2 separate regions of the Gossypium hirsutum genome follow, and region 1 is linked to region 2. The links are chromatin contacts, called in public Hi-C maps. All regions are on one chromosome and are shown on one strand. Each heading gives the region's core, a stretch centred on a gene start, on an enhancer-like site or on the middle of the called end of the contact. The rest is flanking DNA. Distances are from core to core; before and after follow the strand shown. Region 1 has its middle 7.8 kb from the start of LOC107957491. Region 2 holds the start of LOC107957495 (threonylcarbamoyladenosine tRNA methylthiotransferase).

Region 1 (3,730 bases), core at 414-2,913, 120 kb before region 2:
ACTTTTCAAATCTTGAAATTTTATTCTCAACGCAAATGACAATCATTAATTCATTAATTGAACTTTTTAGTGAGTAATATGTAAAGATAACAAGTTGATATAGCATTACACATATGATAATATGTTTCACGCATTAGATTTTAGAAATAACAAAAATGAATTCAATAGGTATCATTTAATGAGGGCCGAAATTTTAAATTTTAAAAAAATATAAAGATTGAAAATAACCAAATTAAAAGTATAAAGATTAAATCCATAACTTTCATAAAATAAAAGAACTAATAACAGAATTTAACCATAAATAAAGTAGGGGCCTATAGGAGAAGAAGTTAAGGACAACTAAGGGAACTGAGGTGTTGGGCTGCATTTCACGCCATCATTAGACTTCATTAGCAAGAGGGTGCCATCCTTGATTGAAGACAATATTAATGTGCTAATAACATATAAGGTTTGGATATCCGTTTTGTGTTGGTGTGGAGTAGGAGCACTAATGCTTCAGCAAAGGGATATGGTGGTACTGCTTGTTGGTCCCTCAAAACAATGGTCTTTCACCAAGGCTCGGTGTTCTTGTTGAAGGCCTCACACATGCTAGTAAGATTATGTTTATAGTGAAACTAGGATTTAAAGGGGTTTGGTTAAACCTCCTTAAAAAAAAAAAAAAACTAAATCAGATCAATCCATTGTTTGTGTTTAGCGACTATCTATTCAATCTAAGCTGGTGGCATTGCCTTCAGGCCTCCTGCACCTGTAATTTATAGGTAGTTTAGATGGTAAAAGTTTATTTGGGGGGTAAAATATTTTATCACAAATTATTCATGTTTTTGCAATGTTTGAATCATTCTCAAGGCTGATGTCTATGTTTTGAGATATCCATGTATGAATTTCATAATCATTTAATTAACAAGAGTTATTTTAACTAATTAAAAGAAATTTTATTATCATATGTGAAAATTTGGCTCAAGGTTGAATTCTTCTAAACTTCTTCATTATAAACAAATTTAAAGAGCCAAAATAACTTAATTATCATATTAAAGTATTAAAGTAAATAAAAAATATTTATTGTTGTTTGATTTTTTAATTCAATTGTTATTCGTTCAACAACGATTGTATATTGTATTGATGGAACTGATTGGTTAGAAAAAAGGGAAGGTATGAAATTGTTAAATTCAGAAGAAAAGAAGGTATTGGTTTTGTGGGGATTGGATTAATATGATGTTAAATCAAACACGGAAAGTGTAGAACACTTTTTTAAATAAATAAATGGGTTTGAAAATTATGAGCCCAAAGCAAACAAATACAAAAACAACACCAACCCTGTTGCTTTCGCTATTCATTTTCTTCGGTTCCTCTCGTACAAAACAGAAGCCCTTTTCTTTAACTCAATTCAACTTTTCCATCCCAAAACTCATATTGAAACACATATGTGGTGGTTGAAACTACCATGTTATTTTGTTAAAAAAAATTTATTTATTTTATTATTATATTTTAATTATTTCAATTTGTTTTTATTTAAAGTAAAAAAATAAATCTATTTATATCTAATTAATTAATATTTTAATTCAAAATTAATTAGGTTTAGAAGATACCAACCAACCTAGAGTATTGTATGCCGTTATAATCATCTCCCAATTTGGGGGGGAGTTAGTCAACACATGAAGATCAAGTGGTAGCCTTGCTGTCAGCTACATAATTACCTTCCCTATGGGATATAATCATCTCTCTGTCGTCTCTGCTGAGTAGATCCTAGATACATCTAAGGATTGCATTTCAAACCTGTCTATCATTCTCAACTGCAACTAAACTATAAAGTTAATTTAGAAGTTATAAATTACGAACACATTTATCTTTTTGTGTTCATTTTGTTCCCATATTCATCACTATCCCCACAAAAATATCTAAATTCTTCTCTATGAAAATTATGGTTTCGTTAGAGGTCATATTTTTTGGAAATGTGAGATATTTCAAAAGAAATTTCACATTATCCCACATCAAAGAGTAAGGGATTTTCAAGTTTATATAAGAAACTCAAGTCCTTGATTTAAAATTTTACCCAGTGAGCTTTTCACTTTTCCTCTTTTTCTCTTTCTGCTAAGCATTTTTTTGGGTGTTGTTGTTCATGTTCCTCTTCTTATAATAGAAGTTGTTGAAGGGGATTCGTTTCCTTAAGGCTTAGTTTTTGTTTTTACTTTTCCTTAAAAAAAATTCAATTTTCTAATAATGAATGTTCGCTTGGAATGATTATATCTAGAAAAGACTTGATACTTAGTGTCGTGACTCCTTTTTTCTTGGGAACATACCGAAGTTTCTAATGCTGTTGTTATCGATACCAATGTTTCCACAATTGTTGTCGCTTCACATGATGCTAATGCTATTACAATGTCAGTGCTACCTAACTTTGAGCAAAAAGGAAACTGTGACGAACCAGGTCAACTTGCACATCAGTGCAGAAATCAAATGGAAATTGTGACCCCTATTGTGTAACTTATTTTATTTTAAAATATAAAAAATTGTGTGCATATAATTTAAATTTTGTTAATATTGATTCACTTAAAGAAAAGTTAATATTTAATCAAATTTCATATGCAATTGTGGTAATGTGACCATTATTCGATTTTTGTATGTGAGTAATAAATCGACCTAAAGGAAAATTTATTGTTCAACATATTCTTGTTGTTAATGTTTGATTACTACAATCGGATATCACTTACAAATTAATATTTTGTCCAAAGATGAAATATTATTAGAGTGACTGATATCTTGATATGAGATTTACCTTTATTTAAATTATTTTGGTTTAAATTTGAAGTCTTATATGAGTTTGTTTCGACTGATTTAACTACTATTATAACCAATGTTTTTAAAATTGGATTGGTGGTTGAACCGACCAGACCAACTGGTCCAATTGGTCTGATTAAAAAATTATTAAAAATTTCAAATTTAAAAAAATCTTGGTTCAACTGATTTTTAGTCGGTTCATATCGGTTCCCATTCTAACCGGTTCAAAGCCACACTCCAAACCAATATCCCGGTTGATTTTTGGTCCAATCGGTCTGGTTCAAACAACACTGGTTATATTTATCTAACATCCTTACATAGATTGAAACATTAAGGGGCATTATGTCTGATAAAATTAAAATGACTAAAGAATTCATTCTTGACATTGAAAAGCGATTTGTCAAAAATGAAAAGGCTAAAATTAGTACGTTCTTAACAAACCTAACTTTAATATGGTATAAAAAAAAGGGGAAGTTGCGAATATGACACTGCAAAAGAAACAAAAAAAGGATTTAACTAAGGATGTCATTTCTCTTGTGGTGCAAAAGGTGCACCACTTAATTTTGTTTGTTCTAAGGTTAATTAACTTTGGTATCTAGAAACACTTAGTAGATAGATTCTGCTACAACAACTCACATTAGTGTCTATGCAAAGTTGCCAAAACTATTGAAAGCTAAGGATTGAATTTTATTTGGATTTTAATGAGACTTTTATTGAATTGTCGTTTAGGTGGAACTTGATTTCCATTTAAGCATTGGACAAATTCGGTTATTCTTGTTCATTTGAAAATGGAAAATTAAATCTATTTCATAATTCAAATTTGATTGGTTTTGGTTCTTTATTAGGTTATAATAATCTATATTTACTTGGTACTATTGCTTTATTTAATGACCCTTGCATACCACCATAATAGGTAAAACATAAATTAACCAATGAGAATTTGACTTCGTTGTGG
Region 2 (3,935 bases), core at 759-3,258:
AAAATGGATTTTAAATCCAAAACTTATCTTAAAATTATTTAAATTTGAAAATCCGAATCTAAATCTTGAATTCCAAACAGGCATAAAAATACTTTTGAAGACTATAATTTAATGATGAGTGTGGGAGACTTAGGAAGATTAAAATAAAAATAAGAAGAAAAGTGAGTGGGAAAGGTTTGAGATTATGATTAGATACAATATGTTGGATGAAAATCTCAAACTATCTTTCTCCTCTTTGCTCAGGTGTCAGCCCTCCTTGCCCACAATTAGGACAACTTTTCAGCCCAAATCCTTGGCAATCAAAGCATCTGAAACAATTGATTTTCTTTTATAAGAATCAAATTTATCTCTATATACATTTATTCTTAAACCATATATATATATATATATAACTCACTTCCATCTCTCGAAGATGTTGCCATTCTTTTTGTTTTTTCCTGTTCCCTGTAAACCCAATAAAATTGATATGTATTAGCTAAAAGAATACTTGATTTTCTTGTGACATTTTTTCTCGAGTCTTAAGAAAGTACAACACCTTACATCCAGGACACTCTATAGCTCCTTTGCCTCCACATTTCTGGCATCTTTTCAAGATCTGAAATATGTATATATAGTGTGAATGATTTTAATGTATACTAATAAATCATATATTACATTATCTTATATTCAGTAAATAAGCTTATCAATTAGAAGAGGAGAAAGAGAGTTTAATTACCGAGTTTAAGGGACCAGATTTTGCAGCAAAGACAGGGAAAGCTCTGGATTTAATTAGCTGCTTATTTCCATTAATTAGCATCCCAGGAGTGTATTGAGGAAGATGAGGTAAAGCTGAGAGATTTGCCATTGTGAGATGAGAGTGGAATGAAGTGCTGAACCTATTAACTCGTAAACAAATAAAGAAAGTAGCACCACAAAATATTTATTTTTAATTGAGGCTGAAGAGAACTGGATAAAGGATGCCATCACTTATTATATACGAAGGCCACTTGGCTTGCCTACCCTACATTATATCTCCCGCTCTCTATCACTCAAATCCATTGCACCCTAGACCTTATATCTTTTTGGTTAATATAATTTTTTCCTCCATTTTAGTATTTGTATCTTTTTTTTTCTATTTTAGTATTTAAATTTAACCATTAAATTGGAAAAATATGTATAAGTTTGATAATATAATATTTTGAGATTATATCATGACATTACTTAAAAATAACAAACCTAATGATAAATAAATTAAAATAGACTTTTACACTTTTCTAATTTGAATGACCAAAATAAAACCTAATTAATAAATTCATGTACTAAAATAGACTAAAAAACCAAAATAAATCTAATTGCAGTCAAAATTTGCATTAACCCTTTATTTTTTCAAAACCTTCATCGTATATATGGGTTAACACACTTCTTCAGTCTCTCTAAATTTTAATATTGAGTAAATTTGTTTTTTTTAAAAAAACAGAGCAGTTTAATCATTATCGATTTCAAAATTGAGCAATTAAGAATAATTAATCACATTGTTAATATTTTTCATCAAATTTACATAAATTTGACTAATATAATAACAAATTTGGCTCTCATAATTTACACATTCTATCAATTTGGTCAAGATTTAATAAATTTAGCCCACAATATTTCTATAAATGTGTAAATGTTGAGGCTAAATTTGTTGATTTTTTTAGAATCAAAATCAAATTAACAAAATATGTAAAGATTGAAGGCTAAATTTGTTAGTATACCAATAAAAAATATACAAAATTTATGAAAGCCATTAATACTGTGATTAATTTTCCTCAATTTCTCACTTTCAAAATTGAAAGGTATTAAATTACTCCAGTTTTTTTTGTAGGGACGAATTTGCTCAATTTAAAAATCGGGAGTGTTTCTTTTTACTGGTATGCTTTATTAGGGACCAGAAAACTTGGGCTGTTTTGAGCTTCTAGTTCACATCAGAAAACAAAAGCCCAGCAAGTTCTGTCTTTATTATAGTTTTGGAATGAATTAAAGTGAAGCAAAAGCCCGATTAGTGAACCCAAAGCTCACTTTTTGGCAGAACAGGGTCTGGTTTGCTTTTTTTCTATCCTGCACTTTGCAGTGCAGCGGCCTCTGAAGTCGAAAGGGACGATCCAAGGAAATGGAAGACATAGAAGATTTGTTGGTCGGCAGCGGCGGAGCTCCTCCTGGGTTTAGGTTACCTTTGAATGCGGTTGGAGTTAATCCCAGGAAAAAGAACAAAGCCAAACCCAGCAAGGTTTCTCAAATGAATGATCCTCCCAAAATCCCTGGCACTCAGGTCCTTCTTACTTCCTAATATAATTATATTTATCATTTATCAATTTGTAAATAGTTATTCATTCTTTTTCTTTTTCAATTTCTTTGTTGCAGACTATTTATGTCAAGACTTTTGGATGCTCACATAACCAGGCAAGTTTTCCTTTTTTTTTTAATTTGTAATGTTTTAGGAAATAGCTTAATGGGTGGTTTTGAGCTTAAAAGAAGACCCAAAAACTGTGGTTTACTCAATGAACTGCGTTTTTGTCTTGTTGTAAATATCTGAATGCTAACTTCTTTTTAGCTCTTTCTTTTTGTTCCCTCAAATACTTAGATTCACCAAGAGTTTGTGTCTTACATGCTTATCCATAAGATATGATTGAAATTCATGGATGTTAAATAGTTGAAATAGCAGGCACCCTGCCTTGAGCTCTTATGTCTTGTGAATTTGAGTTTATTACTTTATTTTCTATAATAATGTGGTATGGAGGTTGATCCTCCAATTATATGAAGAAACTTAGAAAAATAAAAGAGCATACCTATATACATACTTGTATCCAATACTTGTTCTAGAGTCCAACACTTGTCAACCTATATTCGAATATCAGGTTGATCTTCCAATTATGTGATAAAACTTAAAGAAAAACTAAGCATACCCGTGTGTGACACTCATTCCCTAGTCCTGGTAACATAGGTTAACACTTGAAAGTCATTGAATATGAGAAAACCTTATATCTAACCAAAAATTGCTTTTGTAATATATCGTGTTATCTATACTAATTTAAAATCTTTTAATATTAAAGATACTAGTTGTATTGATTACATGTCAAACCTGATCTTGTAATTGAGTTTTAACGTGTTGTTGTGAAAAAGAATAAAGGTGCAGCCCATCTCACTCATGTTCATACATCTTTCCAAGTCTAGAATTCAATTTGATTTTTGCTTTTAGTTTATCTGATACTTTGACATCTTGTCAGAGTGACAGTGAATATATGGCGGGTCAGCTTTCAGCATTTGGCTATGCAATATCTGACAATCCTGAGGAGGGAGACCTTTGGCTAATAAATACGTAAGGCTTGCACCATTGAATTAATTTAATTTGTTATTATCCTTTTCTTGATTGTCATTACCTTGTTCTCTTTAATGTTCTTTTTGTACCGGAGATAAGTACATTTATACCATGGTTTTAACAATTATGAAATCATCAAAACATCGGGTTCTCACAACCTCAGTAATATTCCTCTATTATATGTTTCATAAGGATTTGAATGGATGTATTACTTTACTATGTGAAAAATCAATATACCCAAATAACAGTAGCTTTAAATAAGGTCATATAATCCCAAATTTGCTGAGGTTGTCATAGATCTTAATTTTTGAAAAGTTTTTCAGCTTGCTTGGGTCATTCATGGTGGAGGGAAAGATTGATGAATTCTGGTTGCCATTGGTTGTGGATAATAAATCCACTGTTGCTTTTTATGTCTGCCCATGAAGTTCAACTTCATTATTGGCTCAACTTTCTACATTGGTTTTTTAATTATCATAAATTATTGGAATATCAAGATTATAGCAGAAGCTGCATTTCTTGAAGAGTTAAACATGAAATCTTGTTGTGTATTAACTTCTGATTAGTGTGATGATTATAAGATGCGTGAATTAGTCTGACACTA

What was found. A called contact is a pair of places that touch in the nucleus more often than the background predicts.
Region 1: a Hi-C map of leaf shows a contact between it and region 2, with 5 times the contacts expected there. The contact joins the enhancer-like site here to the promoter of LOC107957495 in region 2. A contact is called at or near these places in 7 of 34 Hi-C or Micro-C datasets (callus and leaf).

The regions. Positions count from the first base shown.
Region 1 is chrA05:31,990,229-31,993,958 of Gossypium_hirsutum_v2.1, reverse strand. No RefSeq gene overlaps it. Among protein-coding and RNA genes, the nearest start is that of LOC107957491, 7.8 kb to the left of the region's middle. Within about 2 kb of position 1,663, at least 3 of the 9 cell types and tissues checked have an H3K27ac peak or open chromatin away from gene starts, as enhancers often do. A contact at or near this core is called in leaf, where this site is marked.
Region 2 is chrA05:31,872,274-31,876,208 of Gossypium_hirsutum_v2.1, reverse strand. LOC107957495 (threonylcarbamoyladenosine tRNA methylthiotransferase) reads left to right here and starts at 2,008. Exons shown (of 11, transcript XM_016893012.2): 1 at 2,008-2,287; 2 at 2,380-2,418; 3 at 3,243-3,334. The coding sequence starts at 2,129. It overlaps LOC107961217 (protein PHOTOSYSTEM I ASSEMBLY 2, chloroplastic), which reads right to left and starts at 1,033. Exons shown (of 4, transcript XM_016897415.2): 1 at 716-1,033; 2 at 536-595; 3 at 398-444; 4 at 108-308. The coding sequence starts at 844. The coding sequence ends at 221.